2 separate regions of the Rattus norvegicus genome follow, and region 2 is linked to region 1. A link is a contact called in public Hi-C data. All regions are on one chromosome and are shown on one strand. Each heading gives the region's core, a stretch centred on a gene start, on an enhancer-like site or on the middle of the called end of the contact. The rest is flanking DNA. Distances are from core to core; before and after follow the strand shown.

The links. Hi-C and Micro-C count contacts between places; a contact is called where the count stands out from the background.
Region 2: a Hi-C map of hepatocytes shows a contact between it and region 1, with 2.9 times the contacts expected there. The contact joins two enhancer-like sites. A contact is called at or near these places in 9 of 12 Hi-C or Micro-C datasets (the A7r5 cell line, the Rat2 cell line, Schwann cells and 6 more).

The regions. Positions count from the first base shown.
Region 1 is chr2:170,645,765-170,651,426 of GRCr8, forward strand. It overlaps LOC102555909 (a long non-coding RNA gene), which reads left to right. Exons shown (of 13, transcript XR_010064338.1): 13 at 1-4,980. Among named protein-coding and RNA genes, the nearest start is that of Fgg, 4.5 kb to the right of the region's middle. Within about 2 kb of position 2,632, at least 2 of the 93 cell types and tissues checked have an H3K27ac peak or open chromatin away from gene starts, as enhancers often do. A contact at or near this core is called in hepatocytes, where this site is marked.
Region 2 is chr2:170,720,548-170,726,209 of GRCr8, forward strand. Plrg1 (pleiotropic regulator 1) reads left to right here. Exons shown (of 15, transcript NM_021757.2): 13 at 285-424; 14 at 809-1,002; 15 at 1,793-1,972. The coding sequence ends at 1,852. Among named protein-coding and RNA genes, the nearest start is that of Plrg1, 17 kb to the left of the region's middle. Within about 2 kb of position 3,509, at least 1 of the 93 cell types and tissues checked has an H3K27ac peak or open chromatin away from gene starts, as enhancers often do. A contact at or near this core is called in hepatocytes, where this site is marked.

The DNA.
Region 1 (5,662 bases), core at 1,382-3,881:
ACGGCTGCATACACTTTCCTTACTATCCTGACCTGGTTGTAGATTGAGTTATTTCAAACCCCGCACCACGCGTAAACTCACTGCTGAGGGCCCATCCCTGCGGGCCTCTCTTGGCGTGCAGCTTTCTTCGTGCTTAATCAACAGACTCTCTGAACGCAGTTCACTCCCACTCTCCCAGAAATGCTTTCTGTGTCAGACCCAGATGCCAGGTTCTGGCGTGGCTCCCTAGGCTGCGCTGCCAGCCATGTCAGGTCGTGTCTCTGTATTTAGTGATGCCGTCAGGAAGCCAGTCATATGGGAGCCCCCCACCTCCTGGGGAACTGTGGACAGATTCTCTGGGGAGAGTTATTTTCCAAGCTAATAGAGGTTTTCTTTCCTCCCTTTGACTCATCTCAGAAACTGTTTAATATTCATTTTCGGGGCCCTAAACTGCATTTAATGGTTTGTTAATGTAGTAATATCTAACAGTAATGGCTCCGTGGTTCTCCACCTTCCTAATGCTGCCACCCTTTAACACAGTTCCCCATAAAATTACATCATTGCTACTTCATAACTAATATTGCTATCATTGTGAATTATAATGTAAATACCTGTGATTTTTTTTTTTTTTTTTTTTTTTTTTTGGAGCTGGAGACCGAACCCAGGACCTTGCGTTTGCTAGGCAAGCGCTCTACCACTGAGCTAAATCTCCAACCCCTACCTGTGATTTTCAAATGGTGTTAGGTGACCCCTCTGAAAGGATGGTTTGATCCCCAAAGATGTCTCGACCCACAGGTTGAGAACAGGTTTAGGAAATGAAATCTTACTCACCTAACAGGTGTTTGCCGGGTACACTGTTTTAAGTCTTTAAGACAAGAGGTAAAAACTCGTTGGCTTTAGGCAGCTTACATGAAATGCATCTTAATTAATGTATTGTTACAGATTAAAACACTACGTGAAAATTTGATGAGATTGTGATATTTCAATCTGATTTGGGAGATGTGGTGAACAAGTTACACTGGACACTCACACACATCTTTAATTTTAAATTTATTTAGTGTATGTGCATGAGTTTGGAGGTCAGAATCCAGCTTTCAGGAGTGGCTTCTCTCCTTTTACCTGAGGGTCCTGGAGATAGAAGTCAGGTCACCAGGGATGCTGCCAGGAGTCTTTATGTGCTGAGCTCTCCTCTTGGTCTCACGCATTCGTCTTTGAAAGGATCTTAACCTCGAGGGTAGCAGTTTGTATTTACTTGGGCAAGAACTAGGGAGTTGTTATTTTTGTTTTGTTGTTTTGTACTGGAGATGGACCCCAAGTCCTCACATAGATTGAGCACAGACTCTCCCATTCCCTCCTTCCCTCCACTGCCTTGAAGTTTTCCGGAGACCATAATAAGCACATTACTTAAGGTCCACCGCTGTGACATATGGACGGATTCACTGGTCTTTCTGGATTATTTCCACGTGGTCCACTTTTGTGTTTTAGTTTTACTCTGTCGCTGGGCTTGTCAAGGTGTTGACAGCCCCTCTGAATTCCCACAGAAAAGTAGGTGCTAAAAAAAAAATAGATATAGTGTTATAGACATGGATGGCCTGTAGGTGGCAAGAGTGAGCAACCACAAATCTGACTAACTCCACCACAAACCCAGCCGACTGACTACCTCATCAGAGGGCTTCCCTCGACAGTTTGCCCAAAACAACATCCCTGAAGTCTCTCAGCCCCTTATGTTTTGTCCACAGCGTTTCTCAGTAGTTGATGTTATATGATATTTGTTAGTTCATTGCCAATATTTTTTCTAAGCTAATCTTTTCTAAAAAATTACGCACACCTAAATTTAACACATATGTGCCAGTGCCCCAAGACTCATGTGGAGATCAGAGGGAGGACAATTGGTCTGGAAGGTGTTTCTCTCCTACCCTGTGGCTTCCGGGATTCAAACTCAGGTCTTCAGGTTTGGTGCATTCATGTGCTGAGCCATTTTGTCAGCCCTTTATTGCCTCTTTCTTTCTCCTCAAATTTAATCCTGACCACAGGGTCTTGATTTTGTTCATATTGAACTAGGCCTGGAAAACCGTGCTCAGTGTATGGGTAAAGACGAACGGCCACTGGGAGGGAAGAGCTAACCAACTGAAGGGCGCAGAAGCATTTTAAAGGCATACTTTAAGGAGTCTGGCATCATTTCTCATCAGCGGTAAAGGCATCCTGCCACTGTGGAGAGGAGAGATGTCTTTCAACACTTGTAAAGACGTGTCATTAAAGATCAGTGATCCGCTAATGGCTAACTTGACCGTTAGTCCATAGGTCAATGGGAATACCCAGATGCGCTCTGCTCCTGGCATGCAGATGATGCCTGGTTAAGCAATGTGTTTCCCGGATCTTTGTAACAGAGTTTCCTGTTCAGTGTTTATTGCAGGTGAAACAGGCTGTTCTAAGTCTGAGTTACCTTTGCTTCCTCACGAATGAGCTTACCCTAGTCAGAGAATGTGGCAGAAGGGCCACGCTCGGTAAACTTGTAGCTGTGGCGGTGAGTGTACAAATTGATTTGCACTCCTGTCTCTCTTGCAAAATATTCAGTAAATATTTGGGCCTCCGAGCTATGTGGTGTTGCAAATCTGATGTGTTTACAAAACGGAGGTCAGAGCTCCCACACACAAGGGTAGAGCAAGTAGACACAGCCTTGGAAGGTGGCTGGAGTGTGTCCCCTTTTGTGATCTCAGGAAGCCAGGTATTTCAAGATGTCAACACAAAGCCAGCCCTTCTCCCACAGATCTCACTTTGGAGGACAGAAGTGCAGTCAGTCACAGAAGGGTAGTAGGCCTCCCTAGTAGTGAAAACTGAACAGAAAAATTTAATCTTCTACATGTTTTATTTGTAGAAGTAAAGATTGCAGGATAAAGGAAGTATGGACTTTAGGCAGGCATGGTGAGCTGTTTTGTGGATGCAATAATATTTTCTATTCATATCATTATTGTCTATTCTTTATCAATGTATACTCTACCTCAAAATATATGATTGTGTGCACACATGAACACACACGTGTGCACACATATGTGCGCGCATGCACACACACACACACACACACACACACACACACACACACACACACAAAATGAGAAGATATTTTTCCCAAGTGGAGGGCTGGCCATTTTCCCCTCTGTCTTACAGACTTGACCCACTGCTTTCTAGCACATACTTTTGTGAGTAAAACCTGATGTTTCTGGTCTTCATTTTGTTGGTTGGTTTTTGTGGCCTCACTTGCACACAAGTGGCAACAGCTAGGCTGCATCATGGAATCCGGCATGAAGCAGATGGATGCCCCAAATGGATGGCGTCTGAGCTTTCAGGCCTATGTCAGCTCACTAGGACAGAGTGTCATCTCTGTTAGCAAACTGGTTCTGAGTCAAGTGCTACAGATAATCTTTGGAGCAAAGCTGAGCACCATCAACAGGAGACACTCAGAAGTCCCCAGGGGATGCGAAGGCCCGCATAGCAGGTGTAATCTCAACTCAGAACACAGATGGCTGTGGGTAAGGAGCCTGGAAGATTATTGCTCTCACAGGCAAACCTGCACCTTCTGAATCACACTAAGTTGTCACTTGCCTCACATGATACATCTACTGTTTTCTCTACAAACAAAGCTAGAAGTAGAGGAAATCTGATCTAAGAAATGCCCTTTTTTTCCTAGGAATTCATTAATCATTTATGATGAATCCAAGAAATGAGTGGCACAAGCACAGAGGGGAGCCATTAGTTAAAATAGAATTAACCAAGTGGTAACAATGCAAGACACAATGTAGGTCACTAGACCTAGGGCTCGAACCTGGCAGAAGGTACATCTTTTTTTTTCCCCTAAAATTCTGATAACAAGTTTCAGATTTCGATCCAACCTTTAAAAAAAGAAGAAGAAAATAAAAGTGTTTCAATTCCCAGTCTGGAGCGAGGGCTTGTTGATTAAAAGCACTTGCTACTCCTGCAGAGGACCCAGGTTCCTTAGCCATATGCTGGTTCATGGCAGCTCAGAACTAATTCCAGGGAGCTCTCTTCTGGACTCCTCCAGCACCGGGCACACACACGATACTATGCACATATGAAAACAAACACTCATACACATGGAATCAAAATAGGTACATTTTTTTAATGTTCCAATTCTAAACTTCTGAGATAAAATTCTTTTACTTCTTCAGTGTATGGGTTTTATTTATGTTATGCAAATTGATGCAGCTAATAGAACTTCATGACCTTGAACACCTACCAGCCAACCTGTGGCAATGATTGTAGTCTGAAATTCAAGTCAGTATTTCCCACCTTCGGTGCAAAGACCCATGGGAGAAGCACGTGATCCATCTGCATTCAGTTCTGTTGCTTTCAGGCACCTTCTTTCAAGGCAAGAATCTACTTTTCATCTGCAAGGGGTAGGCTTCATTTAGCAGGAGCAACACTGGGTAATCCAGAGTCCTTTACCTGGGGAGCCTTCTAGATGATAGTTAATCACAACAGACCATTTACTGACGTGAACTTCTTGTATTTGCAACAAAGCTCATGTCTCATGAGTGCGGCATATGAATAAGAATCCCTGGGGGCTGGGGATTTAGCTCAGTGGTAGAGCGCTTACCTAGGAAGCGCAAGGCCCTGGGTTCGGTCCCCGGCTCCCAAAAAAAAGAACCAAAAAAAAGAATCCCTATTAGAAGTCTAAGGAAATAAGGAAATTCTTTCTTGTACAAGTTCTGTAAAACACTACTTTTTTTCTTCTTTGCCATGGCTTGCCGACATTCATAGGGACTACAAAATTTCTGTCTGTAACAGCCAGAATACAGCAAATACAGAGGCGAATGCCAGCAGCAAACCACTGAACTGAGAATAGGTCCCCCGTTGAAGGAATCAGAGAAAGAACTGGAAGAGCTTGAAGGGGCTCGAGACCCCAAAAGTACAACAATGTCAAGCAACCAGAGCTTCCAGGGACTAAGCCACTACCTAAATACTATACATGGACTGACCCTGGACTCTGACCCCATAGGTAGCAATGAATATCCTAGTAAGAGCACCAGTGGAAGGGGAAGCCCTGGGTCCTGCTAAGACTGAACCCCCAGTGAACTAGACTATGGGGGGAGGGCGGCAATGGGGGGAGGGTTGGGAGGGGGACACCCATAAGGAAGGGGAGGGGGGAGGGGGATGTTTGCCCGGATACCGGGAAAGGGAATAACACTCGAAATGTATATAAGAAATACTCAAGTTAATAAAAAAAATAATAATAATAATAAAAAAGAAAAAAAATAATTAAAAAAAAGAGTTGTGAATCCCTAATTAAATTAAATTTTATTCTCTCTAATTAGTTCACAGAGAGAGAACAGAGAAGCTCATCCATTGGCGTTTCCAGCTTGATTTTCCTATCCATAAAAAGCATGCGTCTTAGAGATTTTAAAAATAGCTTTTGTCTTTAGAGTTAAGAATATTTTTGCATACCACTGTTCGTTAACACACTCATTTTAATTTTGTCTATTTTGCTCTCTGGAAATTTCTAGAAAAATAGGTTTTAAAAAAAAAAGAAAAAAATTTCTGTCTGTAAAAGGTAATAATAATAATAATAATAATAATAATAATAATAATAATACTGCTGCCAGTGAGTTCTCTTGAAAACATCAAAGGTATCTGTCTCCATGTTTTTATGCAATTTCATTTTTTTAAT
Region 2 (5,662 bases), core at 2,259-4,758, 76 kb after region 1:
GTGCATTGGTTGTTAGTGTAGCAGTGTGCCCAGTGTGTGTGTGCATTGGTTGTTTAGTGTAGCACACTGAAGAAACCAAAACTTCGCTCTGGGATGTCCGTGTATTTCAGCAGTCGGACAAGGCTGGTGGCACTTGGAATGAATACAGTGATGATTTTGTACTGTGATGAACAGGAACATTTTACTGAGGCTGTCGGGACCAGTGAGCACACAGGGATTTTTAAAGCTGCGAGTTTCTTTGATGCACTGTACTCCCCATTAAGTCTTGTCAATCTTTGTTCCAGTTACACATTTGCATCTGGTTCTCCAGATAACATAAAGCAGTGGAAATTCCCTGACGGAGGCTTCATTCAGAATCTCTCTGGGCACAATGCAATTATTAACACGCTGGCAGTCAATACGGATGGAGTACTTGTATCTGGAGGTAACACAAGGTTTTCATGGTGTTTCGTTTGCCCTTCTGTTGTCGTGAGTGAGTTAGGGTAGTCTCTACAGCATCACACTATGTTGTAGTGCACTCTCCTGATCCACGGTAGCCTGTTGCATTGTTTAGACATCTTTGCATTCCCATGTGATAAAGGTAGGGACTTATGCTAGTAACTGCCCGAAGTGTAGTTGGATTTTAAATGTTATGGTTCCTTTCCAGGTCTATAATTCTGAATTAAACACAAATGAAAGTAGACAAAACCATATTAGGGAATTTGAGTGTGTGTGTGTGTTCCACATCCTTGTGTTGCCGATGTGAAGTTTATATCATGGGCCATGAGCTGTGGAAGGGATAGAAATATAACTACGTGTTCCTTTACAGCTGACAATGGCACTATGCACCTTTGGGACTGGAGAACTGGCTATAATTTTCAGCGCGTTCATGCTGCTGTACAGCCTGGGTCTTTGGACAGTGAATCAGGAATATTCGCTTGTGCTTTTGATCGGTCAGAAAGTCGGTTACTAACAGCTGAAGCTGATAAAACCATTAAAGTTTACAGAGAGGATGAGACTGCGGTAAGTTCTTAGTTTCCATATCTATCTATCCATGTGTCCGTCCATCCATCTGTCCATCCATCCATCCACCTACCTACCTACCTATCTTCCTATCTTCCTTTTTAGTTTAATTTAATTTATGTTTTATATTTAGAGACACGGTATCACATGGTATCCCTTTCTAGCCTAGAATTCACTTTGTAGCTTAAGTTGACCTTAAACTTGAAGCTGTCTTCTTGCCTCTGCCTCCCAGAAGCTGAGGTTATTGGCATGAGCCACCACACCCACCTTTGACGTGCATTTTAAAGTAAAACAACTGCATGCCAATTGGCAAGGACTGCTCATTCGATTACAGAAAGAAAGGGACTCACTCGAGTACTTTGGGGTTCCTCACCTGGATAGTGATCTTGGGACTTCTGTGTGGTTTCATTGATGCAGAAACATCAGTATAAAAGCATTACTTTTTAAGTCCAGTTCTTCCTCAATACAGTTACCGGAAAGGAAAATGATACATGAATCATGGTAAACAGTAGACTGCTGTGGAAACAAGATGTAGAATTACAGTGGTGGTATTGCTATAATATCTAAATGGAAATCTGACGTTAGGTGAAAATCCAACCCAGCATGTGGTAAACCATTTATCCCTTGTTAACCTTGGATAGTGCCAGGAGTTTGTCAGCTGTTTCTAAAATTCTTCCAGATCTCCTAAACACATCCTGCCGATGAATACTGTGACTTAGCAGAGACAGGTCTTTTTGTTGAAAGGAAACAAACTAATAAAATAACACTTTGTTTACTGTTCTGTTTTCAGACAGAAGAAACTCACCCAGTCAGCTGGAAACCAGAAATTATCAAGAGAAAGAGATTTTAGTGTCCTCATGGCTGTCCTGTTCATAGCTTGGTGTTGCTGAGGATGTCCAGTCATTCATGGATGCTCACTTGCAGAAAACATGGCTGCTTTGTATTTTACAATAAACTGCTCCCCATGTCCCTCACCTGTGTTTGATTTCTAAAATAAACAGTTTATAGTTTTAGTAGTAAAATGTAAATATAAAGAACTCAGGCTTATTGAGCCTTGCTGATTCTAACACCATGTTGGCAGGGATGGATGCGCGCGCGCGCGCGCGTGTGTGTGTGTGTGTGTGTGTGTGTGTGTGTTTCACCTAGATGTACATCTGTATACAATGTGTGTGCCTGGTGCCCATGAAAACCAGAAGAAGGTGTCAGATCCCTGAAAACAGAGTTACAGATAGTTGTGAGCCACAATGTAGGTGCTGGGGATGGAACCTGGGTCCTCTAGAAGAGCAGTCAATGTCCTTAACCATTTCTGAAACCCCTATTTTGATAATTCTGTTAGAAAAATCCTAATGGATGTTTGAGAGGAAATTTTTTTAGGCAGTTCTTTGAAAATTTAAGACAATGGCTGATAATTTGGGATTAAAGGATTGAAGTTCTTTCTGGGCATGGTAGTGATAGGTACATGCTTTTAATCCCAGCACTAATGAAGCAGAAGCAGGTAGTTCTCTGTTAGTTCGAGATAGCATAGTCTGTGTAGTGAGTTCCAGGTTAGCTTGAGCTACCTAGACACGTGGTGGTCGGGATGGTGGTGGTAGAGGTGGTGATTGAGCTTTTAGTCTGACTTACTCCGAAAGGTTTATCTGTTCTACCACGTTTTCAATGTGTTCTGGTCCAGAAAAGATAGAAGTATGCATTCTCTGAGGCTTGCAGCCTTAGCTTGCTGGGAAAATGCTGAAACCAGGTCAGTGGTTCTGGGGGAACTCAGAGGCATAGCTGTTGATAATTCTTGGGTGGCATGAGGACATTTTCTAGCAAGAAGCATGTGAACTGACCTTAAAGTGAGCCTATTTGGTTAGGTTGGTTTGTTGGCCATAGTGCAGATCAAACCAGGGCCTCACAAGAGCTGAGCAAATGTGCTACAAGTGTATTCCACCAGTCCCTAGCAAGGGTGCTTTCTAACATAAGAAACTGGAGGACTGGACTCTGTGTGGGAACATGGGTGATGTGTTTTCCAGGAATCTCCAGCAGATGCTGATACGTCTTCAGGGAAGGCTGAGTGTTGTGTGGGTTTTGTTCTGCAATAGTTAGATACTAGTAAAGAAGCAGAGAAGACAACTGATAGGATTAGTGCTGTTGGAACTTGTCACAAAGTCTGCAGCCTTGTGAGGATTTTCCAGAAAAGGGCTCAAGTTTCTAATGGCTGTGCCTCTTGGTAGATGAGTTTCAGATCTTACTCCTTTTGGATCCCAGCTCCAAGCTTCATGACTGATCAGAAGATCCCAAGTTGATTCGCACTGAGATAGAGTCTCAGGCGCATGCTGCAGTTGGGGTGAAATCCCTTCAGCCTTTCCAAGGACAGTTTTCCATGGCTGACGGAAGCTCTGTGAATCCTTTGTCCTGCTACATTTCTAGGAAACAGCTTTCCGGGAGTAACCTGACACATACAGTCACAGTGCACGGCATATTTACTCTTTAATCCTGAAAACTAACCCAAATGTCCTGTCCATACAGGGCTCATTTATTTAATGGATTGTGACATTTCAACATTTCCTAGTACTCTCTGAAAGGAAACACTAGATTACTAGGGCAAGGTTACCAAATATGGCTTATGTAAAATGTACAAGTGTCTTTGCAAACTAGTAGATACTCAGTTAATGAAGTCGCATTGCATTGATAACAGTGGCTTTGTGAGCTGAGGTAGTAGGATTATGTGAGAACATTCAGTCTGCTTTATATATTTTTATTTTCAACTTTCTTACGTATCCTTCAATCAGTAATTTAAAAAATACCCTAGAGCCTCATTTTACACAGAAGCATTTTCTCAATTGCAGTTCTCTCCTTTCAGATAATTCTTGTGTTAATTTGACATAAAACTAGCCCGCACAGTCCCCAAAGGACATACAAGGAGATAGATAAGTCCCTACCATCTTACCTTGTAAAGCTTCACCTCATATGTTGAATCCAGGTATCAACTGAAGGGGCATTTTTTTCTTTTTTTTTTATTTTTTCCCCGGAGCTGGGGACCGAACCCAGGGCCTTGCGCTTGCTAGGCAAGCGTTCTACCACTGAGCTAAATCCCCAACCCCGGGGCATTTTTTAAAAAGTGTACCTTATGCTGTCCTGCATTATGTAGCAAATGTCTTCACAAACATTTGTTATACATGATCGTGCACCTTACAAAGGTTCAGCAATGGCTGTCACAAGCTGGGAGGTAGAATGGGGGGAGGGGGTAACTGAAGAAGTACTGCCACATCAGGATTCGGTCTTCCACATAAAACACAAATTATCTGCTTAATTATTTTTGTCTGCTGGTTTGTTTTTCAAGACATGGTTTCTCTGTGCAGCCCTGACTGTCCTAGAACTAGGCTGGCCTTGAGCTCAGAGAGCTGCCTGCTTCTGCTTCCCAAGTGCTGGGATTAAACCACTGCCACCATCCAGCTGCTGAATAACTTCTTAGGGTTCGACTTTTTGCACAAGACACTGTAAAATGCATTCATTATTTATTGCAAAATTGTATTGTGTTTTTGATGCTTCATTTTGATTTTCAACTTGATTGGTTCTGCAGACAACTAGCAGACATGGCTCTGTATGGGTCTGTGGGGGGCATTTCCAAGATTAACAGGATTGAGTGGGTCACACACCTTTTAGGGGCAGCCCAGATCTAAAGAGGTCTAAGGAGGAGCAGTGCTAGTTTTTGCCTGCCCATTTTAGAAATTCCTGTTTTAGTATTCGGTTGATACTCCTTGCAGGTGGGTGCTGCTGCTGCTGCTGCTGCTGCTGCTGCTGCTGCTGCTGCTGCTGCTGCTGCTGCAGATTTTTTATTGTTTGTTTGTTTTTTTGTTTATTTATTTTGCTGACCCAGGGACTCAGATTCCTTGGCTTTCCAGTGTAGATTCAGGATCCATAGCTCTTCAGGAATCCTCCATGCTTCATCACCAGATTGGGAGCTCTGAGGTATCCAACCTCATGGGCCAAGGCTCCTTAACATACAAACAGCTGTTATTGGACTTCCCAGTCCCTGCGGTGTAAGCCAGTCTAGTAAATCTTTGTGGTATTTGTTCACTCCACTGGCTGTTTCTCTAGAGACCCATCATAGAGACAGATGTTCTGCATTCTACTCGCTTAATCTTAATGTACTCGGAATAGGAACTGCTACCAGTGTTCCACTCCAAAAAGGAAAGAGAAAGGCTTATTTAGAGGAGAGGAAGGAGGGAAGAGAGGGAGAGGAGAAGAGGGAGGGAGGGAGTAAGAGGGAGGGAGAGAGAAGGAAGGAGGAAGAGAGGGAGAGACAGAGACAGAGAGACCTATGTAGGGTCCTGGGTAGGTCTGTTTTTGTCAAATTCTCAGTCATCAGTCACATCACAGAGCAGAGTATAAAAGGGTGGGTTTGGGACAGACAGAATCTAAACAGGCCACATTCTTTCCTGTAGAGTTATAGCCTAAACTGAGTCTGGGTTTGATTTGGGCTATCTATTTGGCATTAGTATGTTGAGTATAAGCTCCCATGTACTTACTTATTCTACACAACTTAACAGTGCCTAATGCCATGTAAATGTTCCAGAGGTAGTTGTTACACTGTATTATTTAGAGAATGATAGAAGAAAGTCCACACATACTTGGTGCAGATGCAGGTTTTAATCTCGGGTTGGCTGCATATATGATT